Linked DNA regions of Mus musculus: region 2 is linked to region 1. The links are chromatin contacts, called in public Hi-C maps. All regions are on one chromosome and are shown on one strand. The core of a region is the stretch at or near the end of the contact, and the rest is flanking DNA. Distances in the headings are between cores, read along the strand shown.

The links. A called contact is a pair of places that touch in the nucleus more often than the background predicts.
Region 2: a Hi-C map of the N1E-115 cell line shows a contact between it and region 1, with 4 times the contacts expected there. The contact joins two enhancer-like sites. A contact is called at or near these places in 4 of 484 Hi-C or Micro-C datasets (the N1E-115 cell line, embryonic fibroblasts, embryonic stem cells and 1 more), 1 of 115 datasets of contacts at active chromatin or transcription factors (acute myeloid leukemia) and 1 of 9 other capture datasets (embryonic stem cells).

What each region holds. Positions count from the first base shown.
Region 1 is chr13:110,061,190-110,065,277 of GRCm38.p6, forward strand. Rab3c (RAB3C, member RAS oncogene family) reads right to left here. Exons shown (of 5, transcript NM_023852.5): 5 at 1-813. The coding sequence ends at 626. Among named protein-coding and RNA genes, the nearest start is that of Gm32881, 57 kb to the left of the region's middle. Within about 2 kb of position 2,057, at least 80 of the 459 cell types and tissues checked have an H3K27ac peak or open chromatin away from gene starts, as enhancers often do. A contact at or near this core is called in the N1E-115 cell line, where this site is marked.
Region 2 is chr13:110,188,102-110,192,189 of GRCm38.p6, forward strand. The region is part of intron 2 of Rab3c (RAB3C, member RAS oncogene family); the gene reads right to left. All of the region lies in intron 1 of Gm41057 (a long non-coding RNA gene), which reads left to right. Among named protein-coding and RNA genes, the nearest start is that of Gm41057, 9.1 kb to the left of the region's middle. Within about 2 kb of position 2,165, at least 11 of the 459 cell types and tissues checked have an H3K27ac peak or open chromatin away from gene starts, as enhancers often do. A contact at or near this core is called in the N1E-115 cell line, where this site is marked.

The sequences.
Region 1 (4,088 bases), core at 807-3,306:
ACCCTTCTGATATTATTAACAAAAGTGCAATATATATATATATATATACATTTCCTACTGGTACACTGCCCAGACCTGTGATGGGGTCTCCAATCAAGAGCAAAAGTCCCACTTTCTTTTTAGACAAAGGCAAAACTAAGTTTCCTGACATCACTCCTTGGTCACAGCACGCACGCGCCCGCGCGCACACACACACACACACACACACACACACACACATGCGCACACACAAAGGGACTCTAGGTTATCATCCATACAAATGAAAAGCATGATATGAATCCGTGGCATGAAAGTTATTTGCAGTAAAATTATAGTCTGTAGTTTCTGCAATAGCTTAATTGAGAAAAAGGTTGCACCCCCCAAAAAGATTATGAAAGACAAATAAATGATAAGTTACATGCAAGTAGCAGGTGTTTATAGATGAATGATCCTTACAAATATAAGAGCAAGTTTGCCACATATTAACACAGGAAATTGCTCACGGTTTGAATGCATATATGGGCCACTGCCATCAAAGACTTCCTTCAAATAATTATTAGGCAGTATAATCGAAGGCTAATAGACCATTTATCAATGCTGCTTCTTGGCTGCTCTGGAGCCCCTTGGAGCTCCTGTGTGGGGGACATTAGCAGCCACAGTTGGGCTGTGGTGGAGGAGGGGTCTCCTTGAGCCTCGTGCTCTGCTTTGCCGCTGTGATGGCTGGGTCGGTCTCCAAGCTCTCTGACATTTTGTCACAAATGATATCTACGAGGCGCTCGAAGGTTTGCTTCACGTTGATGTTATCCTTGGCGCTGGTTTCAAAAAACTCAAACCCTGCAGGAAACACACAGAAACAGGCCCATCATTTCACGTTTCTGAAGTCCAATGGACTCAGTTGCGGTTTTGAATGTCGATGGGGCAAAGGCAGCGGTGGGAGATGGGTGCGATTTCTTAGACCGGAGATGACTGCTGGACAAGAAGCGCTACCCACTGACCAGAGCAGAGAGTTATAAAGAGGGGTTGATGATACTCATTTTATTTGTCTCTACTGATTCATTCATGATGTCTGCAACGGCAGAGAGATTTTCTGAGAGGAAATCAAGAGTTAACAGTAGTAGTATCATTAGGAACCCTCACCAGCCAGTCCTCTCATCCTGACTCCTTGCTCCCGCCTCTGGTGTGCTCATACATCTTTGTTGACTTGGCTGGATTAAGAGCAAAGCATGGGGCGTGTCTGCGACTGCTTTTCCAGGCCCAACTAGATGCTGTGGACTCTGACTTAATCAGTGACTCACCCCCTCGATGACATTATTGCTAGGCAGTGAGGGGTTGGGGCGGGGTTTAGTTGGTGTAAGTCCGTTACTGGAACTTATCCTGTATCCTCGGGTGCTATATTATTCAGGGTTATCCCTTGTTCTGACTCCTGGCCACCTTGGTGTGAATTGTTGTGTTCAGCTTCAAGGCTGACTTTTTGGAGAAAAGTGAGACGCCTTAGACAAAAAACCTGAGGATTTTTTGTCTGGTCGCCGTGTAGTCTTTTAAAGTCTTCTCTAAAACTGACATGACTTCCATTCTTCTCTCATTGCTGTATTATGTCAAAGTTATTAACGTTTTTGAACAAAAGATTTAGAAAAGGTCCTGTGCATATTCTATCAGAAGAGGGACTACGAATTTCCTATTCAATCCTGTTCTTTTTTCCCTGTCCAGTCATGGGACCAAGTAGTATCTAGCAGGACACTAGGTGGCGCTAAAGAATCACAGGAGTTACCGTAGACCTCCTTCAATCTCTGGGTATTTGAACTGAGTGTTAATGCAATAACCCTGCAGTCTTTGTAACGCTGTTTCAGCTTTCTGGTGGGGGCAGATTTCCTTCTCACCAGTACTATTTATGGCAGTAAAGTTTTTGAATAGGAAAGAAAACAATAAATTTTAATTGAGCAGCAAAAATACAAGAAGGTGGGAACCATGGCACAAGGAGGGTGGGCAAACCCCACTTCCAGGATGCGGCTGTCTGGAAGCCATCTCAGAATGCAGCTCTGCACACAATGTTATCATTCCATTGTTCGCATTCCCATTCTACCGGCTGTGCTTGCCTGTCAGTTGCTATGGCAACTGCCCCAATTGGCCAGCCGGAGATTGGTCTGGTCCACCGGGGGGAATGTTGATTTAGGATGTGCTGGGCAGAACACAGAGAGCCTTTTTTAATCCATTCTCAATTTTACACCCTATAAATCCTTCTGGTTACATCTGGCCCTATCTCAGAGGAGACACAAAGATTCAAAATGATTAAATCCAGTGAATGCCTGGCTCCTGGGACCAAAATGAAAAGCACAGTCCACTGCTTCGCATCTATGTCCACATCCCTTTAATAACTAAGAAATACTTGTTTTCTTGAAGGGAATTGAAAGGAAAAAAAATAAATGATTTTCATAAGTTAAAATTTCTAAGTTTTTGACACTACTGTTGATTGGATGATTAAACCCAAGTTACATTTTGACTGCAGCTCTGTTAGGATCCGAGCAACAGCCAGACTCAGGAGACAGATCATTAGCAGATTAAAGTCCTAGGAAACAGTGCAAGGTATTTCAGTCTACCTTTGGCTTCTATTTCTTTTTTTATTGTTTTGTGTCTGCACAGTGATCACGCCGTTCTCTTAGAGTAGAAATTTACCTATAGGCAAGGCCAGGTGGTGTGGACAGTGCTGATTTTTCTAAAGCTGGTGCATTCCCTACAGCTGGATCATTTACGTTCCTGATGGACCCAGGGCAGGGCAGGACAGGCACCCTCTGCTCGATGTCATTGCTTACTCATCAGAGCTCTTTGCTTGCTATTTTCTAGGTGCTAGTGTTTTTGTCCCAGAATTAGTAGGGTTGGGCATCATTCCAGAAGATTCCAAAACCACACCGGAGATGTGAGACCTCTGAATGAAACTTTGGAGGAAAATAATTCTGAAATTTGGGGCAAATCTGGGACAAGTTTCGGTTCTATCATCGTTTCAGCGGGTGCTTCTTTTACATGTGAGCGTCTGGGAAAGGGCAGAACATGAAGCACTGAGCCATTGCTGAAAGATACAGGCTCCCACCCCCCTTTATTAAATGTAACTCCGTTATCTGGTTATGAGGTCACCCTAGGATGATGGTGCGCAAGTTGGGAACAGTAACGTGATCTCTGATCACAGAATCCAAAATGTTCTCAATTTCCATCCCTTTCTGTATGTGATGATTTGTATATGCTCAGACCAGGAAGTGGCACTATTAGAAGGTGTGGCCCTGTTGGAGTAGGTGTGTCACTGTGGGCGTGGGCTAAAAGACCCTCACCCTAGCTGCCTGGAAGTCAGTATTCTGCTAGCAGCCTTCAGATGAAGATGTAGAACTCTCTGCTCCTCCTGCACCATGCCTGCCTGGATGCTGCCATGCTTCCCGCCTTGATGCTAATGTACTGATCCTCTGAACTTGTAAGCCAGCCTCAATCAAATGTTGTCCTTATAAGAGTTGCCTTGGTCATGGTGTCTGTTCACAGTAGTAAAACCCTAAGACACCGTGGGATCCTGGGACTCAGGAGAGAGTGTCTAGGAGCCCTTCACATTATAAGAACACTCTTTCCTCAGCATGGTGAGGAGGCCGTGATATGGTGAGAGTGTGGGGGCTTATTGGCCCAAGTACCTTGGCAGCCCACCGTTAACATGCTAGATTTTAAAAAAATCTTCACTGTTTCTGTATGTTTGTTTGTTTATTTTTTATATATTGTATGTGGTCAGATATGTATGTAATTTGCATGTATGAAACACATATGTGGAGAACAGGATGGTAAGCAAGAGTCTGTTCTTTCCCACCATGTGGGTCTGGGAATTGAACTCAGGGCATGGGGTTTAGCAGCAGGCTCCGTTATGTACTGAGCTACCTTGCTGGTCTGACACACTAGATCTGTCACCATGAGAAAATTATGGCTTCCGCACTCACTTTCATAATTTATGGTGTTTGCTCTGCCTGTCCTATAGCATTATCATGGCTCTCAAGTGGGAAAATGTGGGTGAAGGGGCCAAACAAACTGGGAAGGGCAAGGAGAGCAGCGTCAGTGACCCCACGCTGGCGTTTGTGTAGTCTAGGAGA
Region 2 (4,088 bases), core at 915-3,414, 130 kb after region 1:
AACCTGATAGGTTAAATGAGTTCAAGACTCCAGTAGAATTTCCATATGTCAAACCACTTTGGCTGACAAGAAAGACTTAAAAATAAGCTTCGTCGGATGGAGGCAGTCTCTAAAATACAAAGAGAGACAATGGGAAATGAGCGAGGTGAAATCAAATGCTGGAGAAATAGAAGCCACTACAGCATCTCATGATGTACGGCCCATGGGAAGATGGAGCACACAGCAGGCAGTTGGCTGTGAGGCAGATGTGAGCAACATGAGGTTAACAGGATCATCTGGGAGTTACACTAAAAAGCCAAGCAAAAGAGCAATCTGAGAACCAGCTGGTGAGAAATTCTTGGCAGGACTCAGAAACAATATTACTGCTGTCTTATTTAATGTTTCTATGGCTGTGATAGAACACCATGACCCCAAACAACTTAGAAAGGAAAGGGTTTATTTCAGCTTCCAACTCTGAGGTAATTGTTTCTTGCTGACGGAAGTCAGGGCAGGAACTCAAGGCAGGAATGGAAGCAGAGTCTACAAAGAATGCTGCTTACTGGCTTGCTCCCTTTGATTTGCTCAGCCTGCTACCTTATGCCTTCCAGGACTACCAGACCAGTTGGGGCACCATCCCCTGTGCCCAATCATGAATTATTAAAAAGACACTACAGACTTGCTTATAGGCAGACCTTATAGGTCCATTTTCTCAATTGAGAGTCTCTCTTCCCAAATACTCCATATTGGGTCAAGTTGACAAAACACTAGCCAGTGTAAGTACTAACAATGATATAGGTCTAGAAAAATGACTCAGTGGGTAATGTGAGAACATGGTTTAGATTCTTAGCATCTACTTGAAAGTCCCACAGTCTTAGTGTCCTGCCTGTGATCCCAACACTCTGGAAGCAAAGACATGGGAAACATGGATCAAGTTAGCCACCCTGATTTGCAAAGTTGATGAGCTATGTGTGCAAGTGAGAGGCCTGCCTTGGTACATAAAGTGCTGAGCGTTTGATGATGGCACCAATCACACGTGTACACCCATGCACATATGTGCATGTCCAGATATGAATATACACACGTATGCAAAAACATGATGTCTAATTATCTTTAATGAGTGGCTTCAACACCTTATTTCTTTTAAAAGACCCTTTCAACTTATATTATTCAAAAATTATATTGAAGTTTTATGATAGCCAAATTAAAAGATATAAACACCAAAGGCAATCGTAAATCCTTCAGGACTCTCGTCTAAGTTGTTGAGTCATAATAACATATGAAAGAGCAGCATGCAGACTGAGCATGTCTCAGGCAGCCTGGGACATGCTCCCTTGGATCTGTTCTATGGAAAACATTTAGAGTTAGGCTAGGTTGCTCCTTAAACTCACACTGAAGACCAGAATGGCCTTGAACTCAGAGATTCACCTGTCTCTGCCTCCCTACTCTTAAGATTAAATGCATGCACCAGACCACCTTGGCACTTCAAATTAAGAAGAAAGGTTATCTAAGATATATAAAATTATTATTTATGGGGAATAAAAGGCATATGTATAAGCAAAAGTTTAAGTATATTAAAAGGCTTTCATAGAGAAAAGTTACCTCATAAAATTACAGCATTGCAAATAGAATAAATCAGGATAAACCATTTCCGGAAACATCTAGCAGCCCAGAAAAACATTTTCTCACATTTCAGTTTTACTGTCAACAGGATTGGTGGATTGGGAAACCAGGAAGGGTGTTAGTTTTCTATCACTCCAATCACCATTTTCATGCAAAGTATCTTTTTAGAGCTTGGGTGGCAGACAATGTGTTTTCTTACTCTTCAAACAGACCCTGCTGCCTGCATAGCTTGCCTAAAGAGTCAGAGCAGAGTAGCTGACACCTCTGCAGGAAATACCCAGGTATCTCCAGCTGGGTACCACACTGGCTGGTTATCCCAGCAGAAGGACCCCTCTGTGCTACTAAGGCTAGACTGGGACCCCTGTGTTCTTCCCTCTGCGCCAAGCCACAGGTTACAAGCTCAACCTGCTGAGTCATCTCACAGTTTGAGAGGCAGGCAGATGGGCAATAGTATAAAAGCTGGATTTGGTTAAATTCATCATCCTTCAAAGAAAGATGAAGGATGGATTTTGGCACCCAAAGATGTTGCAAGCTGCTGAAGAGTGACCAGGAGAAAAATTTAGCAATCAAGCACTAAATTTTGTTGTCCTCCTACTTCTGCTTTGCAGGGAAAGAGGAGGAGACCAACCCTTCTCACCAGTTTATTTACAAATTGCATTTGACAGCATGGTGGGGCAGTCTCAGAAGTTCTTCCTGAATAGGCTTGGTCACTGAATCTGGGAATCTGCATTTTCTCTAAGTAACCTTGGCCACTCTGGGTCTGACAATTTTACCAGTGCTGGGTAATGAAAGGGGCTACAGGACTGAACGATTTGTGTTAATAGTTCATCTCCGGGGTCTGAGCTGGTGACTTTGAGCAAATCAGCCAACTTCTCCACATTTTAGTCTCTTCAACTATCAAATGAAACTTTCGAAATAGAAAGTTATGGGTTGGAGAAATGGCTCGGAAGTTAAGAGCACTGGCTGCTCCTCCAGAGGTCCTGAGTTCAATTCCCAGCAACCACATGGTGGCTCACAACCATCAATAATGGGATCTGATGTCTTCTTTTGGCACAGGTGTACATATCAATAGAGCAGAGCATTCATACATAAAATAAATAAATAAATAAATAAATCTTTAAAAAAAAAGAAATTGAAAGTTTTGACAACCAAATATGTTGTCACAAGTAACTCGATTAGTTAGCCCAGGCCTCACAATTAATGATATACACAAGCAGCCTCCCAGATGTTTAATTTTCAGTATCTTTTTTCTCATAAGTGGTTTGAATTTTTAATATTCTTAGACACTTCATAGAATAATAAAAATATTAATGTGGACTCTAATTTGGGAATAATTTTTGCAAGACATGGCTATCAGTCATTAACAATCACTCCTTGAAAGATGACAGATAAGCAAATAAAGATGTTTTATAAATGGCTATACTTTCCTAAATAGCACTCCTTTTCTCAAATAAAATGAAAAGGGTGCTATGGTTGTCCTATTTGCTGATAGTTAATATGTTCTAAAAGCTCTTTCCTGCAGAAGACCCACTTGTGGAAAGATATACAAACAAATAAAAGGAAAGGTTGTAATGGGAAAAGACAGAGAAGGGTGACAGGGAAGGTTTCTGGAACCTTCTTCAGGATAGCCTTTATAAAGAGATGGAAACCTCCCCCCCCCCCCCCGCCCCCAGTGGTGACTGATTACAGAGATCATTGACTGAAGATCTGAACCTTTAAAAAGTATAGCATTTAGTGAACCAATAACTTGTTTAAAAGGAAAGTTAAATAAAAGGCGTCACTTTGGACTGGATGCTGGAGGCCAGCTTAAGACCATCCCTCCAAAGCATGGAGCTGAATCTGACTGATCCCTACCCTCAGTTAGTGTAAAATTAATGTTTGTTTTCGAATATGACCTACATGAGCTACCCCCAAACGCAAGAGGCTTTTAGACTTGGTCTCTTATTTATGTGTTTCTCTACATCATCCAATATTACTGGCACCTGACAATTTTTATTTAGATTTCTAAAAGTTATCTAAATTGCCCTAGAGATTCCATAAGAGTTTAAATAGGCAGCCTTTCTCATATTTGAGAGACAGACTGAATATTGCTTTCTAGCATCCCCCACCTCCCATTATTAACTGCACCACCCCACACAGGTACCAAGGGCACTGTGATAGCAAGAAGAGCTAGGCTGAGCAATGGGGCCAAACCCAGCCACAGGGCAGGAAAATAGCCTCTCAGGCATCAGCACAGAGACATGTAAAATTTAATTTCTCCCAAACCAGATACAAGTTAATTAATTTAGGAATCACGGGGCTCCTTTCCAAAGAGAAGAAGGGACAGAGAGGGGAACATACAGGGAACATTGGGGGTAATAGTGCTTTGGGATAAATTAAGTTATGCATCCTAATGCAAGAGTAGACGTTGCCAAGCTCTATTGCTCAAGTCCAGCTATAAGAGTCTTAATTTTCCTTTAAAAGAGGACTTCTATTAGCTTTACTGACAA